Regions from separate parts of the Hordeum vulgare genome. Here region 1 is linked to region 2. A link is a contact called in public Hi-C data. All regions are on one chromosome and are shown on one strand. Each heading gives the region's core, a stretch centred on a gene start, on an enhancer-like site or on the middle of the called end of the contact. The rest is flanking DNA. Distances are from core to core; before and after follow the strand shown.

What was found. Hi-C and Micro-C count contacts between places; a contact is called where the count stands out from the background.
Region 1: a contact with region 2 is called in a Hi-C map of leaf, with 4 times the contacts expected there. The contact joins two enhancer-like sites. A contact is called at or near these places in 3 of 6 Hi-C or Micro-C datasets (leaf and seedling).

The regions. Positions count from the first base shown.
Region 1 is chr7H:162,195,675-162,200,120 of MorexV3_pseudomolecules_assembly, forward strand. No RefSeq gene overlaps it. Among protein-coding and RNA genes, the nearest start is that of LOC123414458, 28 kb to the right of the region's middle. Within about 2 kb of position 1,492, at least 1 of the 3 cell types and tissues checked has open chromatin away from gene starts, as enhancers often do. A contact at or near this core is called in leaf, where this site is marked.
Region 2 is chr7H:161,644,790-161,649,398 of MorexV3_pseudomolecules_assembly, forward strand. No RefSeq gene overlaps it. Among protein-coding and RNA genes, the nearest start is that of LOC123408049, 85 kb to the left of the region's middle. Within about 2 kb of position 1,547, at least 1 of the 3 cell types and tissues checked has open chromatin away from gene starts, as enhancers often do. A contact at or near this core is called in leaf, where this site is marked.

The sequences.
Region 1 (4,446 bases), core at 242-2,741, 550 kb after region 2:
GTAACAGACGGATTACTGTGTTGGTGGTCATAACAGCAGGAGTACCGGAAAGCTTAAGGTTTTGTTGTGCTATCCCTGTTACTGTGCCTGGAGTGGCCCAGTTCCACCCCTTCAAAATAGCCTTCGACTTGAAGAATTAGTCTGTTCTTGCTGGCGTCCATTGCATGGCAGACTCGCAGGTCATAACTGCCAGTTCTCGCTGCTGAGTTGCCTTCAGGAAGATGAGTCGAAGCGTGGCTGCTACCTTGTAGGGTTAAAGTGCATTCTGCTTAACCGATGCCTGCAGCATTCGGTCATGGGCCGGCCCATCAGGGAGGAGGGGGTTTCGGTTTTGTGAAGGTTCCGAAAGTTTTTTAGATGGGTTTTTTTATTTAGTTTTCAGGACTGGTTTTTCTTCGGGTTTTTTTTTCTTTACTATTTGTATTACTTTTTCATTTTCATATTAATTTTCTTATATTTTTTACATTTTTTTTAAAAAAAACACACCCATTTTCTGTTTAACTTTTTTTCCAAACGAACAAATATTTTTCCAAATCAATGAACCCTTTTCAGAATTTTACGAATTTTTTATGGATATTCTATGAACTTTTTTGAATATTGATGATTTTTTTAAATTATGATGACCCTTTTTTATATTGGATGAACTTTTTTAAAAACTGATGAACTATTTTTCAATTTGTGAACTTTTTTCAAATTCGATGAACTTGTTTAAAAAATGATGAATTTTTATCAAATTTGATGAACTATTTTTCAAAATAGGTGACTTTTTTTCCAACATCTATGAACCTTTTCAAATTTGATGAATTTTTTCTAAAAAAAATGATGAACTTTTAATAAAATTCGATGATTTTTTTAAATAAGTGAACGTTTTTCAAAAAATATGACCTTTTATCAAATTTGGTGAACTTTTTCTAAAAATCAGCGAACGTTTTGAAAAATATGATGAAGATTTTTGTGTAATCGATGAACTTTTTTTTAAAATCGGTGAATGTTTTTCCAAAAAATGATGAACTTTTATCAAATTTTATAAAAAAATTTAAAAAATCGGTGAACGTTTTTTAAAATAAGATGAACATTTTTTCGGAATCGATGAACTTTTCAAAAAAAAATCGGTCAACGTTTTTCAAAAAATGATGAACTTTTATCAAATTTGATGAACTTTTTTAAAAATCGGTGAAGGTTTATTAAAGTACGATGAACGTTTTTTCGGATTTGATGAACTTTTTTCAAATTCTAATAAACTTTCTTTAAATTTGTGATTTGTTTTTAATAAATCTATGAACTTTTTAATTTACAAAATATATTCAAAATTGTAAAAAAACAAAAACGGTCTTTTTCCTGAACTAATAATACACCACATCCATTAAAAAATCAACAAGCCTAGCAAAAACGAACGGTAGTGGATTTACTTAGTGGGTCGCGGCCCGTTTCTGGGCGTTGTAGGCGTGAGTTGCCCGAACCGGCGCTTGAAGTGTCGATTAGGAGCTCCCTTGGGTTGGGACCTGGCAGCATTTACTTGGGCCTTGGGGAGTTACGGAGTTAGGTGGTATGGCCCATAGAGGTTGTTACTTCAGTTTAATTGAGTAACCTCGTTGTAGGACCGAGGTGAGCAATATTATACCGAGAGCAACTAGTTAGCGAGCGCTCCCTCGCGAGCCTTCCAGCGATCGCTCTCGCGCGCTGTCAGTTGGCGCGTTTCCAGCCGTCGCTACGTGTCGTGCTCTGAGCGTTCTCTTTGGATTTTGTTTTATTCATTATTTTTTCGCACGCGTTTTCTCCTTTTTTGAGTGGTTTTTTTCGAATTTTTTGTGTTATGGTTTTTCACCGGTCTTTCGTAACTTTTGGACGAAAAAAAATCACGAAAAAAGCATTTTTTGTTTTTTTACGCCGAAAACTCGTTTTTTGTTTTTTTCTGCGAGAGACGCGGTTTTGCCTTCGCGAGAGGCACGGCCGTGCCTCTCGGAAAGGAAAAAAACACATTTTCAATTTTTTGCGAGAGACACGGTTTTTTTTCACGAAAGACACGATTTTGCCTTCGCAAGGGGCATGTCCGTGCCTTTCGGAAAGGAAAAAAGCGTTTTCTGTTTTTTTACGAGAGGCACGGTTTTGCTTCCGCGAAAGGCACCATTTTGCCTTCGCGAGAGGCACGCCCTTGCCTCTCCCGAAAGGAGAAAAACGCGTTTTCTGTTTTTCTTTTTTGCGAGCTCCACAGTTTTGCTTCCGCGAAAGGCACGGTTTTGCCTTTCCGAGAGGCACGCCCGTGCATCTCGTGAAAAGGGAAAAACGCGTTTTTTGCTCTCTCTTTTATCCATGAGAGGCACGGTTTTGCTTTCGCAAGAGACACGGTTTTTCCTTCACGAGAGGCATGGTTTTTTTGTCCGGTTTTTTTCTATCACGTGAGGCATGGTTTTTTTGTCCGTTTTTTTCTTCCGGTTTTTTTATGAAAAAAAAGTTCGTCAAAACCTATCAACATGGGATCTAGTTTTGAAGATCTCGACGCAAGAAGCCAATGGTGAAAACGGTTCGAGATTTGAACGCACGGTTTAGGAGACAAAACGTATTGAAAATACGAATCTACGAAAAATAGGAAAAACTCCCACGTTGCGACAAGTGGCACGCATGTAATGCGTCACTTGTCACAACCTGTGAAGATGAAAGTAATCGTTAGAAGGTGTATTCGCTAACTAGTGATTTCGTATTATACCAGGTCTATAATGCAACTGAAGAACCAAAGACCGGATTAGCTTGTTATGCCCACCCTATTCATACCCTGCAATCCTACATCCTCTGGATTGAACATGAGAGAACAGTGGATGTTACGACCCCTGAGGGTCAAGGGGGTAATTAGCTAAATTACATTTCATATAAGTTAGTGCCTCATGGGTCTGCATTTTCCTGATGCGCAGAGAACCACCACGTAAAGCGAGAACGTCTAATAATCTGATGGATATTTTAGACCTGAGTGCGTTTTTTTTTACTATGGTCTGTTTAGCGAACGTTTTGAGTTTGTGAAAAACTACTAATTTGCTTGTTTCTTGATCTGTTGGCATCATTTGCAAGATAAGTATTTAACTTCAGTTTTTTTGTTGTATGAAGTACTAACAACAATAGTTTTACAGGGTTCTTTGATTGAAATGACCGGACCTAAGAGAGGCATTGCATTTTACTGTGATGTTCTACTTGAGCTTGACATGAGGATCGAGAACGGAGAAAACGAAGGAGATGACACACAGTTGATTGATGGAATGTCGGAATTTCGTGGACTATTAATGCCATGGGAACCAACTGAAATTCCCATCAACGGTGATTGTGCCACAGTTGAGATGTCTGCTGCACTTGTTAGTTATGCAGTTGCGGCCATTGTAGAAGTTATCATATCAGAACCGCACGGTGTCTTTCATCTATCCCTCAGTTCCATCGTTTGTGTTGTGGAGGAACATGAATTCCAGCTTTTTCATGGCTCCGCTAGTGACTGGTGTGGCGCAAGGAGGTTTGTGATTGTTGTTACGGTAAATACTATGTTGCATTTGAAGTTCATGGTTGGTGAGAGAGGCGCAAACGGTCACATTGAAGACACTTGTTCCTTCAAGGCCAAGCTAAACGGAGATGCCAGGCATCTAATGAATTTTGAGGTTGCCTCTATCTTGACGATAGTGACATGGGCGGCGTGGCCTCATGGAATGTTTTATTGAATAGATATTGATGGTTGCCTTTGTATTGGAACCGGGTATTGTTATACTCAATTCCTATTTCAATACTGTTTTCTAGTAAGTGTGTTTTATGCTTCGTTATGTTCACATCACATATTGATCCGAGAGGCATTACGCATGACAAATGTGTAACATCAAACCTGATTCCTTGAACTTTTGGCCATTATGTGGATGACGAATGCAGGATGTAACTGAGAAATTGTTGATGTTAGCAAAGATTTCATTGAAACTCAAAATACAAAATGTTTTGATCTGATTTAAAAATCTTTTCACATATCATCATGAGTGGACATTCGAAACTAGATTCCATGATGGTATGTTTTGATGATTCTTTTTTTCACATAAAAAGTTATATTGTTCCTCATATTGTTCATATGTTTTTACCGGCAACATTATGTTGGTTGTTCGAACTACAACCTATGTAACTACATCAATATTAATGTTTTTGCTACGACCTAGCAAGTTGATCAACTTGCATCGTGCCATGGTGATAATTTATCATAATCAAGCTGGTAACTATATTAAACTAGTATAATGCCCGACCTTTGCACATGTCATGAATATATTTTTATCAGTTACACACATAATCATATATTCATAATGCATGTTAAAATTTGCATGCATATAAATTATAGCATGTAATAATCGAGAAGTAATTGAAATTCATTTCAATGATCCAACTAATTATCTCTTACAAACTACGTTCTTTTAAGATATTTCTGTATAATATGAGAAA
Region 2 (4,609 bases), core at 297-2,796:
CATATGAGCTCATCGTGATCCTATTTTCAAGACATATGTGGAATTCTTCTCTTTAATTATTCTCTCAAGATCTTAATCCATCATGGTTCAAACCATAAGCCAAAGCATTAGAATGTGTGAGATCCTCAATGAACTCCACATATATCACATCTTGTTCATCACATGGAATTCATCTTGATCGTATCATATTTGATTCAATCATTGAGCTCATCCTTGATGCATGCACAACAATATGTATATGACATTCATTTAGAATTCATTCGAGATCCTTCTTGCATATTCATTGAACAAGCATACTTCAAATCATCCAATATTCTTCATGCATTGCAAACAGAACATTCCTTAAAATGTATAAGTCAATGCAAACATTACTCCATTAGAATTGTCATCAATTACCAAAACCACACATGGGGACTACATGCACTTTCACATAGGACTAACTAGGTTCCCGCTTTGTAGCCACTGCGGTAAAATCAAGGGAAAATTAATATGGATAAATCACCTAGGGAAGGACCCTAAAATTCTTGGGGTCACCAAGTGGATATGTGGGTCATAGGCGCCCTAGCATGGTCGGCGTCTAGGCACCCCATGGCCCACTTGGCAGCCTCCCTCTAGCTCCTAACCTCTTTTGGTCCCAAACACAACAAACCATTTTTGTTTTATTTTTTGGGACTCTCGTATCACACTTTCTTCACGACGGTACAAATTCCATCCTCACATCATCTTCGGGAATCAATTCTCCAATTCTCCATGTTTTAAGATAAACATAGTTAAATTGATGGAAAAGATGGTTAAATGGTATTAAAGTACAATATTTATCTTCTAAAATTGTGATGAAAAATGCACACGTCAGCTTCCCCAATCTTAGACCTTGCTTGCCCCCAAAACAAAACCTGAACTTCATAAACATGCCCACATGTTTTAAAAATTGAGAGGCCCGTAATAAAAGAATACACACATGAGCAATCACAATTCGCAAATGTACTATATACTAGCTAATACAACAACCTGTTCTTGCTTCTTTAAAAATGTTCCCGGATTACAGAATTTAAACCCAAATTTTAAAAATGTTACCGAAGTAGGAAAATTGTTCACGTATTTCAAAATACGTCGCTCGATTTCAAAAAGCTCGCGAATTTGAAAATTATTTAGTCTTTTGAAAACTACTAATGGATTTAAAAAATGCCCATGACTTCATAAAATGATCATGAATTTGAGAAATTAACCTAAACATCAAATAAATACTCACAAATTCTAAATGTTTCATTTTATGAAATAAAGTTTGTGAATTAAAAACAATCATAATTTGAAACAAATGTTTGTGAAATGAGAAAGGAAAAGACAAAACGAAAATCATAAAATGAAACAAGAAAACCAAAAAAAGGAAAAGAACAAAACGGTTTATGAAATTCTAGAAGGTTCCTCCAAAAGTGAGAAGAGAAGCCTTGATAGTTGGGTTGGTCCAATAGTAAATAATGGGGCACTACAGGTATATGTTTGATCACGCGAATTATATCTCGCTTATGGCGAGAATACCTATTGTCTCGCGTGAAATATTGAGGTGCCAATACTTTACTGGGCTGGCCATTTTAGCACTCGTTCGCACGCACGTTGTTAGCTGCGCTCTTCTTCTTTTTTCATATATTTTTCTTCTGATTTCTTCATTTCGTTATGGTTTTCTTTGTTTTTTCACCAGGCTTCTGGTTCCTTTGCCGGTTTTTGCTACTGTGTTTTCTTCGTATTCTGTTTTCTTTTCTTTTTTATTTTCCTCTTTGTTCTACAATTTTCTTTGTTTCTTTCCTCATTCATTCCTCTGTTTTTCTTTGTTTTTTCTCGGTTCTCGCCTTTTCCAATTCTTTTGCACTGGTTTCCATCGGCTTTCTTCTATTTTTCTTCTGTTGTTTCCATTGTTTTGGATTTGGTTTCCATGTTAGTTTTCTCATTTTTATATATTTTTTCCATTTCCATCAGTTTTGTTCGTTCTCTTTTTTGTAGAGAATAAGAACCTTTTTTACACGTTTATCATTTATTCAGATACATGAATCATTTTTGTGCACACGTTGAGATTTTTCCAATTACATGATTTAAAATTTGTTTAAACATATATGTTTTGTTGTTAACTATTTTTCCATGTACAATTTGCATCATTTTTGTATACACCGGGATCATTTTTATACACGAATTTAACTTTTTCAAATAATTATGTAACACTTTAAAAAAAAATTGTTTTTATGTCTACTACTTTTGGCTTACATACATTTATTATACAGGAATATGTATTATGCGGATCTTACATTTTTTAAAGGCATGGTTACTATTTTTAATACCTATTTTATGTCCACTTTTGCAGAAACAATTGTACATTAATTATACATCTTGCAGATTTTCTAATACAATTTGAGAACTTTTTTTAATACATGATCAACACTTTTTCATATATATGTTTTCATGTCTAGTTTTTTCCATACACATTTTCCTTTTTTCCGGATACATCAGGAACATATATATATATATATACTAGCACAAATGGCCGTGCGTTGCAACGGGAAGAACAATATTTGTTTTTTTATGCGTAAAATACAATTATTTTATAGGCAAGACTCTTTGCATTTTAATATAGATTTTGAACAAACAACTTCAAATTTGAACATTAAAGTGTGCAACTAAAGCTTATTTTTGTCTTTGTGTGACCGAAACACCCACCTCTCACAGGTGATGATTTTGGGTCGAGGTATAGTAGTATCTTGTTGGATCTGCCCATGCATAATGTAATATCCCAAAATTATAAATTTTGGAATGTTAATATAATTATTAGAATGATTGTTTGTTTGTTTGTTTGAGTGATTGAAACTTGAGTGGAATTTGAAACTTCTCAAAAAAATGAGAGGGAATAAAATGACTTTCCCAAAATTAATCCCTTTTCAATTTTGAGTTTGAATATTTTCAAAACCCTTTGAGTAAAAAAAATCAAACGAGAGGAGGAAAATGACCCTCCAAAATCAGAGACTATGTCTTGATTCAAATTTTAAGTATTTGCAATTTATTTGAAATTCAAATTCCTTTTCATTTTAAAGTTATTGCAAAAAAATAATTTTTTTAAAAAAATATTTTTTTGGTTTTAAAAATATGTTCATGTTTTAGATAATTTTATTCTGAAAATTAAAATATATAATATGCTTATGTAAAATGTTCTCTCTTTTTCATTTATACGTTTTTCTTCTTTGTTTAAAAAAAACAAAAACAAAAACAAAAACAAAAACAAAGCGCGTCGAGGCCAACCAGCACAACCATGTGCATGTGCTGTGCGGTGGCCGATTCCTTTGGCCCATGAGGCACCTTTTTACTTTTTTTTCTAGTTTTCCTACATTGCGTATATATTTAGTCCAACATCGCCTACCTATGGACCATTAGACCTTCCTTCCACCTATAAATATAGACCCATAAGAGCATCCAAAAATCATCTATTTCGGGTTAAATCAATCTTTTGGTTTAACTAGATTTATTAAATAAAAATATTTGTTCTTCTCTTCGGCGGGATTTCTCGAAGTCGTCTCCTCATTGGAATTAATTCTTACTCTGCATTCTAAAGGTATTTCTCTTCGTATTTTTTTTATACTTCCATAGTTTATTATTTTTAGACTAGTATTTCTACACTAGTATACGGTAGAGTAATTAGATATATTAATTAGTCTTCGTATTTACACATTAATATTAGAATTCTTTTAGACATAACACTTTTCTTTCGTAAAACAATTTGGCCCTGATTTTTTAAATAGCCATAACTTTTTACTCGTTTATCCGAATTAGATGAAACCAACGCCTAGAGTTTCGTCTTGATCCCACCTATCCGATGAACCTATCATATCAACTTTTTTTGAAATTTCCAAAATTCGAAATTTGTTCATATTCATATTCAAACTTCTTTTGATCATATCTTTTTAACCGTAGCTCCGTTTTAGATGAATCCAATTGCGTCGGATTCGTATCAAAGTAATCTTCCCGTTTGTATCATTAGTTTTAACTTTTCAACTTATAATTTTGATCAAATCAGATTTACTTATTAGTGTCCAAAAGTGTTCACATCGTTTTAAGCCGATTAAATGTTATATTGAAGTATTTGTATCTTTTGATCCGCTATTTCAAATCTAGTAATTCTTTTTTCTACACGCTCATATTGATCTCCTATATCCAGTAGCCTCATTAGTTTCGACCTTTGAACCTTAAAAATTTGAGCGATTCAAATTTGTATTCGAACATTCATTTGATCTTATCTTGCAAATCGTACCACCTTTTCAATTGATTCCTTTTACCCCTAAACACTCATGTCATATATTTTTGTACGTAACCATCATACTTCAGTTCAACTTCTCTTGACCTTTTGAATGCAAATTCAATTCATACTTCAATTCGCTATAACTTGCGTTGTAGTGCTCCATTTCAAGAAATTCTTTCTACAAATAAATTCTTATGTCTTATACTATTTGTCAAACAACATTCATGTTGTTATCCCAATATTTTTGATCATCTCCCATAGTGTATGCAAGTCGAGCTTATATAGCAATGATTCCTCGTCCATTAACTCTTTTGATCTCATTCATGCACCTTCACT